Linked DNA regions of Sus scrofa: regions 2 and 3 are each linked to region 1. Evidence: chromatin contacts called from public Hi-C and HiChIP or PLAC-seq data. All regions are on one chromosome and are shown on one strand. The core of a region is the stretch at or near the end of the contact, and the rest is flanking DNA. Distances in the headings are between cores, read along the strand shown.

Region 1 (4,090 bases), core at 603-3,102:
TCTAGATGATGAACAGGGTACCAGAGCAGCCAGAGAAAAGGATGAGTCAAGTTGGAGATGAGGAACGGCCCTGCACACAGGCCTGCCCAGGTGGGGGACCTGTCCCCAGCCTTGGTTTGGCACCAACCAGCTGGTCCCAGGCATTGTGCTCGTCCCTGTTCCAAAGTGGGGCTGCGCCTCCTGCATATTTTTTCCACGATGTCCCAGACAGGTAGTTCCTGTGGGTCCAACCCAGAATCCATCCCTTCCAGGCCCATCTGAGAGCCCCCTTGTCCCACAGCTCAAGCCTTGGACATTTCCAGAGAACAGAGCCACCCACCAGCTCTCGCCTCACACTTCAGCCCTGGCTGCGGAAAGCTGGGGCCTCTTCTGTTAATTTTCTCCAGCTCCTCCGAGGCTGGGCCCTGGGCCCAGTGAAGTCACGGTCTGGGAGGCAGCCCTGGCTCCCTGCCCGCCCACGGAGGCTATATTTGGAGCAAGACAACTCCCTGCAGACACAGACTTGGGACCCACCCTGCAATGCTGCTGCCCCAACCAATTTTACCGAGTCTCCAAGCAGGGTGGGTGTCACTCATATTTTCACTTGTTTGCTCATTCATGAATTTGGTCACTCATTGCTCTAGTCTTCAAAACAACTGGATTGACACCTCCACCCCCGACATATGGGGGGGGGGCACGTCCACGTGCTTGTATGATATCCGTGTCTAAGTAGGAAAGGCAGAACATACTCTGGGGGGCCCTCGCTCTCGGTCCAATGGTGCTGGTGACTCAGGATTAGGTGCGTGTGGGTCTGTGGGTACCTGTGTGCGAGCAGGCACGTGCTCTCTGAGGAGGCAGCTGTGACTCAGCCACACGGCGTCGGTGCGTACCTGTGTGGATGTGCCTGTGTGCAGGCACCAGCAGTGGCGCTTGCCCCCAGGGGGTGGGGGAAGTGGTTGGGACTGACTCAGCTGCATCTGGTGACTGGGCGCCCGCAGGCCAGCTGTGACTTTATAGCCTTGCTCACTTGCCAAGCCAAACAGCCAGTGTTGGGTGCAAATATTCTACAGAGTGTGTGGGGAAGAGGTCCTGAGCAGGAGACTCAGCAGCCTGATTGCAGCCCTGTCTGCCCCTGCCGCTCCCCCCGCCCCGCCTGCACCTCCACTGCAAGTAGGGCCTCCCCCTCCCCTTCCCCAATCTCAACCCCTCTGGCCTGGTTTCCTGGAGGCTGGGAGGTCGCGCCTCATATTGACTCCTCTGTCATCTCCACCAGTCCCAGGTTGGCACACATTGGGTACAAGCCTTGTACCCAGCGCGGCAAGGCTGCCAGTCCCACCCATTTTCCTACCGCACAAAAACCCTTCTGTTTCCACCATGATTGCCTCGTTCTCCAACATGTGAGCCCAGCCCGTAGCCTCAGCAAGCACAACCGGGAACCTCTGCTGACCTCCTGGGCTCCAGCCCGGTCTGCTGCCCTGCCCCGTCCCCGCCCGCCCCGTCCCCGCCCCCATCTCCCCTTCGGTGTTTCTTGCCCCATCTATGCCTGTCTCCTTATCTGTCCCAGGGTCTATCTTTGTCTCTTCTCCAGGCTGTCTGTCTGCAGCGGAGGCTTCACAAGAGCAGAGGTGCTGACAGAGAGGGGGTGTGGGGAGGACACTCCGTGTCCCCTTTTTGAGCCTTATCTGGAAAACGAAGTTACTGCTCAGGGCTCAGGCTGGAATTTCGCCCCGGATGACCTTGCTCAGTTTGCTGGGGCCTCCCCGGGGACGGCTGGGGTCAGGCCAAGCAGGAAACAGGCCCCTGCTTGTTGGCTGCTCCTCCTCCCTCCTCACCCACTCTCGCCCCAACCCGCAGCCTCCAGCCGAGCGAGTCCGCAGAGGGCAGAGGGCCGCCCCTTTCCAAGGCACTTACAGAAACAGGGCTCAGGCTGTGCGCACCAACCCCTCCGGGGGAAGGGGAGCGGGGGAGGGGCGGGCCACGGCCAACCCGCCTCCTGGCGCCAGCAAGGGCCCCACGAGGAAACCCCCAGGAGCTAAGGAGGAACAGAGGGCTTCCCACCCTCGCCCCCCATGGCCCCAGGCCGGCCTGTACTTGCCCGCACATGTGTGAGCTGGGAATGACTAGTCGGGACATCTGGGTTTCGTCCTAGATGCTTCGTGACCTGTGTCCCCTTGGGCAACTGCCTACTCTCCACTCTCCCGGCCTCACCTTCCTCATCAGTAAAACAGGAAAGCAGCGCCAAGGTTCCCGGTGGCTGGAGATAAAATGAGTGGGCGGCAGTGCACGGGTGAGCCCCAGCTTGGGGGCTTCCTTCCGCCCTCAGCAGGACGACCCGCTGCCCCCTCTCCAGCCGGTGCAAGAGGATGCAACCTAGGCAACGACCCTTCCCCGCCCACCAGGACCGCTGGCTGGAGACCGCCTCGCCTGGGTCCGCGGCACACGCCTGCCCCCTGGCGGCCTCGCCGTCGCTGCTCCTGGCACGAGGGCATGCCCAAAGGGGGGCCTCCTGGGTCTGGGCTGCTCAAGGACCTGGCCCGGCGGGGAGGTTACAGCTCAGGATTTTTTTTTTTTTTTTCTCCTTGCATTCCTGCTTTTCCTCCATTTTTCCACATTGGGTAGGTATTTGCGATAAGAAAACCCCCCACAAACATCACTTCTTTTTTAAAATCACATGGAGTCTGTGGGAATTCTGGAAGTCCTGGGTTTTCTAGTATCTTCATTTACATGAGGTCTTCCAGGGTTGACTGGAAGAAAGGAGACAAGGACTTGTTGCATTGGGGTTGCTGGTCTACCCTCCACATATGCTGGGATTAACTTTAAGAAGAAAGGGAGGAGTGCCTGTGGTGGGTCAGCAGAAGCAAATCTGACTAGCATCCATGAGGTTGCGGGTTCAATCCCTGGCCTTGCTCAGTGGGTTAAAGATCCGGCATCACCATGAGCTGTGGTGTAGGGCACAGACTCAGCTCAGATCTAACTTTGCTGTGGCTGTGGTGTAGGCCAGTGGCTACAGCTCCGATTCAACCTGTAGCCTGGGATCCTCCATAGGCTGCTAGTGCAGCCCTGAAAGGAACAAAAAAAAAAAAAAAAAAAAAAAGGAGAAAGAAAGGGAAACATGTCTTCAGTCTCTGGCTAGGGTGGGCTAAATGCCTGGAAGAGGAAAGCTGTGGGCTGCTCAGTCAGTCTCTGATGGTGCCTGGGGGGTTGACTAGGGATATATTTGAGAACAGGGATTTATTTCAGAAAGGTGTCACTAACAAGCCAGCGTTTACTAAAGACTTACAGCTGTGAGGAGGCCTCCTGCCCTTCCCAAGCCCTGGGCTAAGCCGTTGGGAGAGTTCATCAGACCTGAAGCACCAGTAGGAGGCACCCCCGACTGATGTTGAGGTGGAATCTGCAAGACCACCACATGTGACCATGGGGGCAGAAGCCAGAGCCCTAGAGTGGAGAACAGCTCTGGCCACCACAGCAGAAAAGCTATAATGGCCACCAAGGAAGCCACAAGATCCCTGAGGGGAAAGCAGAGTCTGGGGGGTCCTTGGGGGTCTCCTGGGAGGTGGCTGTCCCAGGCCCTTGGGATCTACTTTGCAGCCAGTGGCTGGTGTGACTGGGAAAGTGGGAGGCTGGCTGGGGGGAGCCTTCATCCTGGGACCTTGGTGGTTCACTCAGCCATTCAGATACTTGTCATGCACCTGCTTTTGAAGGACACCCCAGAAATGACACCTGCCTGTGGAAGTGTAGCCTCACATGACTGACCTCCCCAGTCACCTGATGGGTTTTTTCAGAGCTTGCCGGTCTGCAGGCAAAATCCCCATTATGGGACCTGCCCTGGCCAAGATGGAAAGCCCCCGACCACATGACTTTTTTACAAAATGCACTGAGACAGAACATCAGGGGCAGGAGTGTGGGTGTCTGTGCACCATGGAGAAACCTGAGCTGGTTATACATTCCCTCACCAATGAGGGACAGAGAGACATTGTGTGCCTCCAGGTGTGACACCCTCTGAAGGACACATTACCGGTGCAGTACTCCCTCTGAGAACGCAGACTCTGAATCCATCTTGCCCAAGGTGATCCCCCAAGGTGGAGGACCAGGAGTAGAACCCAGGGCCGCA
Region 2 (4,090 bases), core at 404-2,903, 490 kb before region 1:
GTGCTGACTGGAAAATTTCAGGCTGATTAAGACTGCATTTCTGGGAGTTCCTGTCATGACTCAGTGGTAACAAACCTGACTGGTATCCATGAGGATGTGGGTTTGATCCCTGGCCTCACTCACTGGGTTACCGGCATTGCTGTGAGCTGTGGTGTAGGTTACAGACGCGGCTTGGATCTGGTGTGGCTGTGGCTGTGGCATAGGCTGGCAGCTGCAGCTCCAATTCATCCCCTAGTCTGGGAACTTCTACATGCCGTGGGTGTGGCCCTAAAAAGACCAATAATAATAATAATAATAATAAAGACTGCATTTCTGGGGAAGGTCAAAACTGCAGTTAGCTCAGGTATTCTGTATAGGGATGGAATCATGGGCTTTAGCACAAGCGATGCCATTTTGGGCCTGTAGCTTTCCCTTTAGCTCTACATACAAACATAAACTATCTCTTGGTCTCAGTCTGTTAGGATCCCCGGGGTGCATTTTTTAAATAGCTGAAGTGTGATAACGTCTGGGCCAAACAAAGTTAAGTGGCCTCACCAAGATAAAATTTTACTCACAAACACATGACATTAGGCCCCACCCACAAGAGAATCTAGTTCAATTAATTTGGGATGGGGCCCGGGTGTCAGTACTTTTTTAAAGGCTTCCCCCAAGTGGTTTTAAGAGGCAGAAAAGGTTAAGGACCACGGTTCTAACTAGCAGAACAAACTCATCAAACTGAGACCAAAAACTAGGCTAGAACACAAGAGTACAGCTGGGCTGGGAGATCCTGTACCATTTGAATGCCCTGCAGGGCATCTCCCCAGGGTCCAGTCCCACCTAAACACAGAGGTGGGCGGCTCCCCTATCAGCTCCCCCTCTCCTGTAGTACAAAATGCCCTTCCATCTAAGAAGTCAGGGTGGCTTATTAGTATCCTCCACCATGCGGAGTCATCTGGATGGGGTCAACAAATGACTCCCGACAGGTGTCACTTCTGCTGGGCCTTCTGGCTGTTGATGATGAAAGACCCTTGACAGTAGTAAGAAGAACAGCTAACACAGCTCCTGGGCTCAGCGGGTGTGGGGCCCACTCAAATGGCAGATGGGTTCCAGGCCTAGATGGCCTCCAACCACAGGCTTCCTGAGGCCAATCTGCAGTGTCTCCCGGCTGCTGCATCCGCTTGGCCGGCAGCTTCCCTCAGGCCTCCCTCCAACCTCCTAAATCCTCCCTTGCCCAAAGGACCTGGAGAGTGAGAGGGGTTAGTCAGGTCCCCCCAGCCTGGTCTCTTTCCAATGTTTTTAGGGCAAAGCCAATCCCTCACGCTTCCGGGCCTTCCTTTGTGATTCTCAAGGGCCTTTTCTTCCCTCAACAAAACCCGGTGCTCTGCAAATAAAGGCCTTGGGCTTTCAAAACTATTGTTTTTGATGTGGGCTCCAAGAGGCTCTTTTAAAAGTCAGAAAACTGAACATTGACTGTTTTATTCTGACTCTTTCTCTGTGCATTCCGGTTTTACCAATCCTAATTCTCCTTGAGGCAATGCTTCTGACTTACTAGGGGAAAGGTCAAGTGGAAAAAGTGTAACAAAGAAAAGCACAAAGATTAACCTCCCATGATACTCTCTCTGTGTAAGAAATACTGAGACTGGTCACCCAGTCCCCCACCCCCACCCAACCCTGACAAGTAAGCAGGCCATGGTGTTCTGGCTGTGTCTACACAGGCAGGGTGAAGTGGAGAGTCAAGATCTATCTTGATAATAAAAGTTCTACATGACAATTGTTAAAACCTTGTTTTCTTCAACAAGTCCATGGCACTGGAAAACAAAAAGAAGGCGGATTGCTCCAGATTAAAAGAAACCTTAGAGATACAACAATTTTGTTTGGAGTTTGTTTGGAACGAACCACTGTTGGAAGGCACTTTTGAGACAGTAAGGCAAATTTGATTATGGACTGGGTATGAGATGATACCACAAAATTATTGTTAACGTTAAGTGTAACAATAGCATTTGGTTACGTAAGAAAGCATTCTTCTTTTTCATTGCTTTTTTTTTAACAGATGCATACTGAATTGTGTGGGGTGAAATGAAATAATATGATGCCTGAGGAAAGGCGAAGAGAAGAGAACTGAAATGAAGGAAGGAAGGAAGGAAAAGCCAAATACTCTGGCAAGAAACAAAATAGAAAAGAAAAAGGGATAGGTGAATTAAGTGGGATTTTTATTATTTAATTTATTGGATTATTTTATATTTTATATTTAAATTATATTTATATTTAATATGTATTTAATATATATTTATATTATGTTTATATTTATATTTTATTGGACTTATTTAATTATTGGATTTTAATAATAGGTATATGGGAGTTCACTACATTATTATTTCTATTTTTGTGTAAATTTGAAAAGTTTATAATAAGTTTTTGGCGGCACAGAGTTCTGTCATGGCTCACTGGTTAATGAATCCGACTAGGAACCATGATGTTGCGGGTTCGATCCCTGGCCTTGCTCAGTGGGTTAAGGATCTGGCATTGCTGTGAACTGTGGTGTAGGCCGGGCCACAGCTCTGATTAGACCCCTAGCCTGGGACCCTCCATATGCCCTGCGGGTGCGGCCCTAGAAAAGACAAAAAATAATAATAATAGTAAGTTTTTGGCTGCATCCATGGCAGGTGGAAGTTCCCAGGCCAGGGACTGAACCCATGCCATAGCTGTAACCAGAGCCACAGCAGTCACAACTCCAGGTCCTTAAGCTGCTGAGCCACAAAGGAACTCCTATAATTTTTTAAATTGTTAAACTGGTACAGGAAAAGACAGGCTGACAGTGGAAACGAATAAAAGGGCCAGAAATAGATTCAACTATTTAGTGTTTTAAGAGTTTATTCTCGGTGTTCCCACTGTGGTGCAACAGAATGAGCAGTGTCTCTGGAGCACTGGGATGCAGGTTCAATCCACAGCCACGGTGCCACAGATGCGGTATAGGATATAACTGTGGCTTGCTTATGATCCAGGCCTAGGAATTCCATATGCTAGGGCAGGAGTTGGGGGGGGGGGTCAAAAAAGAAAAAAAAAAGTGAGAATTTATTTTATTACTGATTCGCAGGCGGATGAATTCTTTTTTAGATAAACTCTGACATGGAACATCAACGCATAAAACAAAAAAAGAGTAGAACTACTCCACTTGAAGCTAGAGAAAGAATCTAGCTCTTTTACTTCCTCCTAGGAATCTGCAGAAGTAACTCAGGGAAACCCTGTGGCTCTAGAGGACACAGCTTGAAAACTTGTAGTAAATGATGAAGAAAACCTCTCAAATCCTGCAGAAAAAGTGAATTACTTATAATATGTGTTAGACAACTGCTAACCATTTGAGAGAAAAAAAATAAGATCCCTACCTCATGTCATACACCAAAATAAATTCCAGTTGCATCAAAATGTTAAAAGTACCAAGTGAAATTAGAAAGTATTAGACAAATCGATGAACATCCTAAAATATTGAGACAGAGAAGGACTTCCTAAGCGAGCCATCAAAGGCAGAAATTATAAAAGGAAAGACTGGTATCTTCAATTATATAAATATCTAAAATTTTATAGGGCAAAAAACAAACCACACTCCACCAAAAGGGAAAAAATGTATGTATGTAGCAAAACTTTAATATGCTCAATTATTACGTACAATCTCAAATCAGTAGAAAAAAGACAAAAGCTCTCATAAAATAAAAGGATCAACAATGACAGCAATAGAACAATATATGTGAGGACATATAAATTGTCATAAAGATACCAAAAATATTTTATCTACTATTGATCAAAGAAATATTGCAAGTTAAAGTAATAAAGAGAATCATTGATACAGACTCCTATTTCTGGTGATAATGGCAGACTAGATAAGCTGAAAGTTCAACTACTATAAAACTTCTAGAAATGCTAAGTAAAATATACTTAACATTCTTTTATTTTATTTCATTTTTTTTGTCTTTTTTTTTTTTTTTTTTTTCGTCTTTTCTAGGGCTGCACCTTCGGCATATGGAGATTCCCAGGCTAGGGGTTGAATGGGAACTGTAGCCACCAGCCACAGCCACAGCCACAGCAACTCAGGATCCCAACCACATCTACAACCCAC
Region 3 (4,090 bases), core at 898-3,397, 400 kb before region 1:
GTTCCATCATCAAATAGCCATTGGGCACAAAGCAGGTACTGAAAGCACATGTATGTTGCATAGGCAGAAAGCTCTTTCTCTATGGCTCTCTCTCTCACAACTTCACACCCATGGCTTCCTTCCTGGACCGTTCCTTATGTTCCTAGTTAACGTGGGGCTTTGTACAGTGTGTTGACATTTGTCAGACTAATGGTCAGACTCTGATAGAAATTGCCAGTTACCGTCTTATATCTAGTTTCCCCTCCTTTAGAAACAAAGCTCGTGTGTGTGTGTGTGTGTGTGTGTGTGTGTGTGTGTTTGGCAGAACAGTTGTCACTTAACTAAGACTCCACCTTTCAATTAGGCATGGCTGTGTGACTAGGCTTTGGCTAGTGATGTTTATGTGAAATTGTTCTTCCAGAGATTCTCCCTAATAATCTATGCCCTTCTCAATTTTTACTTGAAACATGGACATGTTGTTTGGAGCTCTAGCGCTAAACCATGAGAATGAGGGCCAAACCCTGTAGATAGTGGGTCAGTGAAACTGTAGAAACTGGATTCCCAAGACCATAGATCTGTCATTTGTCCTGGACTCCCACTTCTAGACTTCTTTTATATGAAATGAAACAAACTTCTCCCTTGTAAGCTGCTAATATTGTAGGTTTCCTGTCATATGCTTCTGAACTTGTGACGGAGACACTGAATACCCAGATAGATAAGGTACCACTCTCTATGACAGCGAATGGAGGAGAAGATACGGGTTTTGTAGAAATAATGGAATATCCCATTTTGGTCATGAATAATTTACCATTTGTGGAAGTGCCCAGTAGGGGTGTAGATGGCATTGGGAGCTTGTGAAATACTGTTTTATGGGGAGAAGAAGGCAATTTTGTTTTTAAAGAGTGAAACCTCAGGGAAAACAACTGGCCTTATAACTTGTTTACTTTTAGTAGGATAGGAAGTTTGATTTTGAGAAGAACTGAGAAGAAAACATAAGGCTTGGATTATCTGTGCTGGTGGTTCTGCTCCAAGGTGAACTTTGAGTTAGAGATGTGAAAGAAAGAGAAAAGGAAAACGTTGTAGGTAGAGGGCGTATTTAAACTATATTTGGGAAGAAGAAATTGAGCATCTGTATTCCTTTAAAGCGCAAGGCACAGGTTCGGCAAAGGCCGGTTAGCTCAGTTGGTTAGAGTGTGGTACTAATAAAACACAAGGCACGGGTTGATATTCTTTCAAACTCAGAGATTTCCTGCCTTTTCCTTTATTGAGTTAGAGTTAGGAAACCCATAGATAGAGACGTGTTGAATGAGTTTTAATGAGAAGTTCAGGTGTATCATGCCTGGTTGCATTGTGCAACAAACAGGAATCTTTCTTGTTTGAGGAAGATGAACATGATGACCTTTGCTGTTGTTCAATCAATAACTTCTCTCCCTAGTTCAAAGGTGTTATATTTTAAAATTCCTATGCTAAAACTAAGTACCTATCACGTAATAATCTTATCTTCAGTTGGAGGGAAACTTAAAAAACATAGTGCAAGTGATACAGCAAGTCATAGTAGAGAATTGTGTTTTAAATGTGTAATTTTCGTTTTATTCTAAGAGGATTGATGCATTCTGAATGCTACCAACATATTGGTGTTTTTGAATGTTTTCTAAGAAAGTTGCCTAAAATTTTTATGTGGTAATTTTTTTTCTGCTGTATTATCAACAGGGGCTAAATATTCTGTGGTATCATGGTAATACATTTCTATAATACTTTAAAAGGCATAGATATACTATTATGTTGCAGAAATTCCTTGCTGCTTCTTTTTTATTCCTCCTTTTCTCCTTTCCCTTCACCCGTGTTCTTTCTGTGCTTCTATTTCTACCCCTGTTTTGTTTGTAAGGTTGCTGATTTCTCAGTATTACATAATAGGCATGTTTTTGTGATACTCATTTTCGTCTAAGATAACTTTAACCAGTCTAGAAAGAGATCTTTTATTCTACATCATACAAAATAACGATATTTAGTCAGTAACGTGGAGTTCTTTGCCAGCAGACAAGTTATTGAGGCTTAGTTTAAATTCATACAGTTTAAATGAGTATGGTTTTCCTAGCAAGGTAATCTATCTGGAGATTTTTGTCTACTCTTTAGGTTGACAACCATAGTTTTGTTCCCTCTAGTGGTAGATGTATGTATTTCACATTTTCTGATGTTCATCATGCATAGAATTTTAGAGCCGGAAGAGACCTAAGATCACTTTATAGGTAAGAGACTGAGATTCAGAGAAGTTAGAGGATTTGCTTAAGGTTACTAGTTAGAGATAGAGCTAAGACAGGCCTGAGATCTCTTGATTATCAGTATAGTGTTCTTCTTTAAAACAAGGCTCAGTGGTGTATGCATATGTCTGTGAGGACTTGCTTAGATTAGTTTGAAGATATTCACTGTGTGCTGATATTTATATCTTGGATTATTTCTGTTTATTCATAGTTACTGTTGATGCGTTTAGTGTAGTAGTCTATTGAGAAATAGAAGGACTCTTGAAAGAGTGACCAAGATAGGAAGGGAAATGGGAATCATATTTACCTTTGAGAAGACATAGTAGTTGTCTTTAAGTAGTTGAAGTGTTTACTTTTTGAAGAAGGTTGAGCTTATTTTTAGCTTGTTACATTGAGTATAGCAGATGTTAATTATTGACTCTGTGGGCTTTCCCTGAGATGGTCTAGTTTCTTTCAATAGAATAGGAGGAACTAGAGCAAGTCAGGGCCCTAGAACTAGACTTACCTATAGTGTCACACCCAGATTAAGTTCTGTGTTGAAAGAGGAGATAATTCTGGTGGTTCCTATCCATCTGCCCTGCCACAGTACAGCAAAGGGTTACAAGTCAGGCAAGCAGTAAACTTAAAGATAGAGAAGTTTTAAGTGAACCAAAGTTGTTGGACTAAGGATAGAGGATGGAGAATATTGCCCTAGAAAGAGAAGAGCCAGTTGACACCAGGACACCAGCCATTGGTTGAATACTGGAACAATGTGAGAACATTACCTGGTATGTAAGTTTATTTCTTTATGTGTAAAATGGAGATTAATAGTTTTATTTTATAGCTTGTTAGGTTTAATTCCCTTATGTATAGCAACTGCACAGTAAATATCATTTGGATCTGATTTGAGAGTGATGACCTGAGCAAAAACAAAACTTTTGTCCTAGGGAGACTTGGATTCTGAAAAAATATTTCAACGTATGAAAGAGCTATCTAATAATCTGGGAAGTAGTAATTTCATCTTTACTTAGAGGTGTTAAGGATGAGGATGAAAAACTGGGGATATTGTAGAAGGTATTTAAACATTGAATTGTGCTTTTTGTTTAATCATCAAATTATAATTTATTGTCTGTACTAATATTTTTGTTCTGTCCATTGTTTTTCCTTTGTGATGCTCCAGTATTGCTTCCTTTATCATTTCCTTTCTGTTTGAACAATTTCCTTTAGCCCATCTCTAAGGATAGGTCTTCTAGTGACAGTTTCTTTTAGCTTTTCTTCATCTGAGAATGTCTGAATTTCCCCTTCATTCCTGAAAGGTAGTTTTGCTGGAAATAGAATTCCTAGTTGAGAATTCTTCTCTCAGCACTTGAAAAATGTACTACAACTTTTTGACCTTCATGGTTTCTGATGAGAAATTTGCTGTCATTTGAATTGATGTTATACTATAGGTAATACATTGTTTCTCTCTTGCTCCTTTCAAGATTTTTTTTAAGTTTTCAGAAGTTTTGGTGTAAACTTTTTTGAATTTATCCCATTTGAGGATTTGAATTTTTTTTGTGCTTTGCTAAATTTGTGAATCTTTCAGCTGTTATTATCTTTCAGTCCCACTCCTTTTAATATTCCAGTGATAGGAATATTAGATATTTCGTTATGGTCTCATGGATCCCCAAGGCTCTGTTCTTTATATTTTATCTTCCCTCATTTGTTTAGATGGTGTAAATTATATTGATCTGTCCCAGAGTTCACTAATTCTATCCTACTCTGACTCTATTCTACCATTGAACCCTTCTACTGAGTTTTAATTTTTGTTATTTTTTAGTTTTATATTTTAGTTTGATAATTTCCATTTAGTTTATAGCTTCTATTTCTTTGCT

What was found. Hi-C and Micro-C count contacts between places; a contact is called where the count stands out from the background. HiChIP or PLAC-seq counts read pairs in DNA pulled down with a chosen protein or histone mark.
Region 2: a Hi-C map of retroperitoneal adipose tissue shows a contact between it and region 1, with 2.3 times the contacts expected there. The contact joins two enhancer-like sites. A contact is called at or near these places in 16 of 47 Hi-C or Micro-C datasets (blood, brain, embryonic fibroblasts and 8 more) and 2 of 2 datasets of contacts at active chromatin or transcription factors (alveolar macrophages and skeletal muscle).
Region 3: a contact with region 1 is called in an H3K27ac HiChIP or PLAC-seq map of alveolar macrophages. The contact joins two enhancer-like sites. A contact is called at or near these places in 1 of 47 Hi-C or Micro-C datasets (embryonic fibroblasts) and 2 of 2 datasets of contacts at active chromatin or transcription factors (alveolar macrophages and skeletal muscle).

The regions. Positions count from the first base shown.
Region 1 is chr2:49,708,304-49,712,393 of Sscrofa11.1, forward strand. No RefSeq gene overlaps it. Among named protein-coding and RNA genes, the nearest start is that of SWAP70, 95 kb to the right of the region's middle. Within about 2 kb of position 1,853, at least 47 of the 83 cell types and tissues checked have an H3K27ac peak or open chromatin away from gene starts, as enhancers often do. A contact at or near this core is called in alveolar macrophages and retroperitoneal adipose tissue, where this site is marked.
Region 2 is chr2:49,216,023-49,220,112 of Sscrofa11.1, forward strand. No RefSeq gene overlaps it. Among named protein-coding and RNA genes, the nearest start is that of ADM, 13 kb to the right of the region's middle. Within about 2 kb of position 1,654, at least 8 of the 83 cell types and tissues checked have an H3K27ac peak or open chromatin away from gene starts, as enhancers often do. A contact at or near this core is called in retroperitoneal adipose tissue, where this site is marked.
Region 3 is chr2:49,307,219-49,311,308 of Sscrofa11.1, forward strand. All of the region lies in intron 1 of SBF2 (myotubularin-related protein 13), which reads left to right. Among named protein-coding and RNA genes, the nearest start is that of SBF2, 67 kb to the left of the region's middle. Within about 2 kb of position 2,148, at least 2 of the 83 cell types and tissues checked have an H3K27ac peak or open chromatin away from gene starts, as enhancers often do. A contact at or near this core is called in alveolar macrophages, where this site is marked.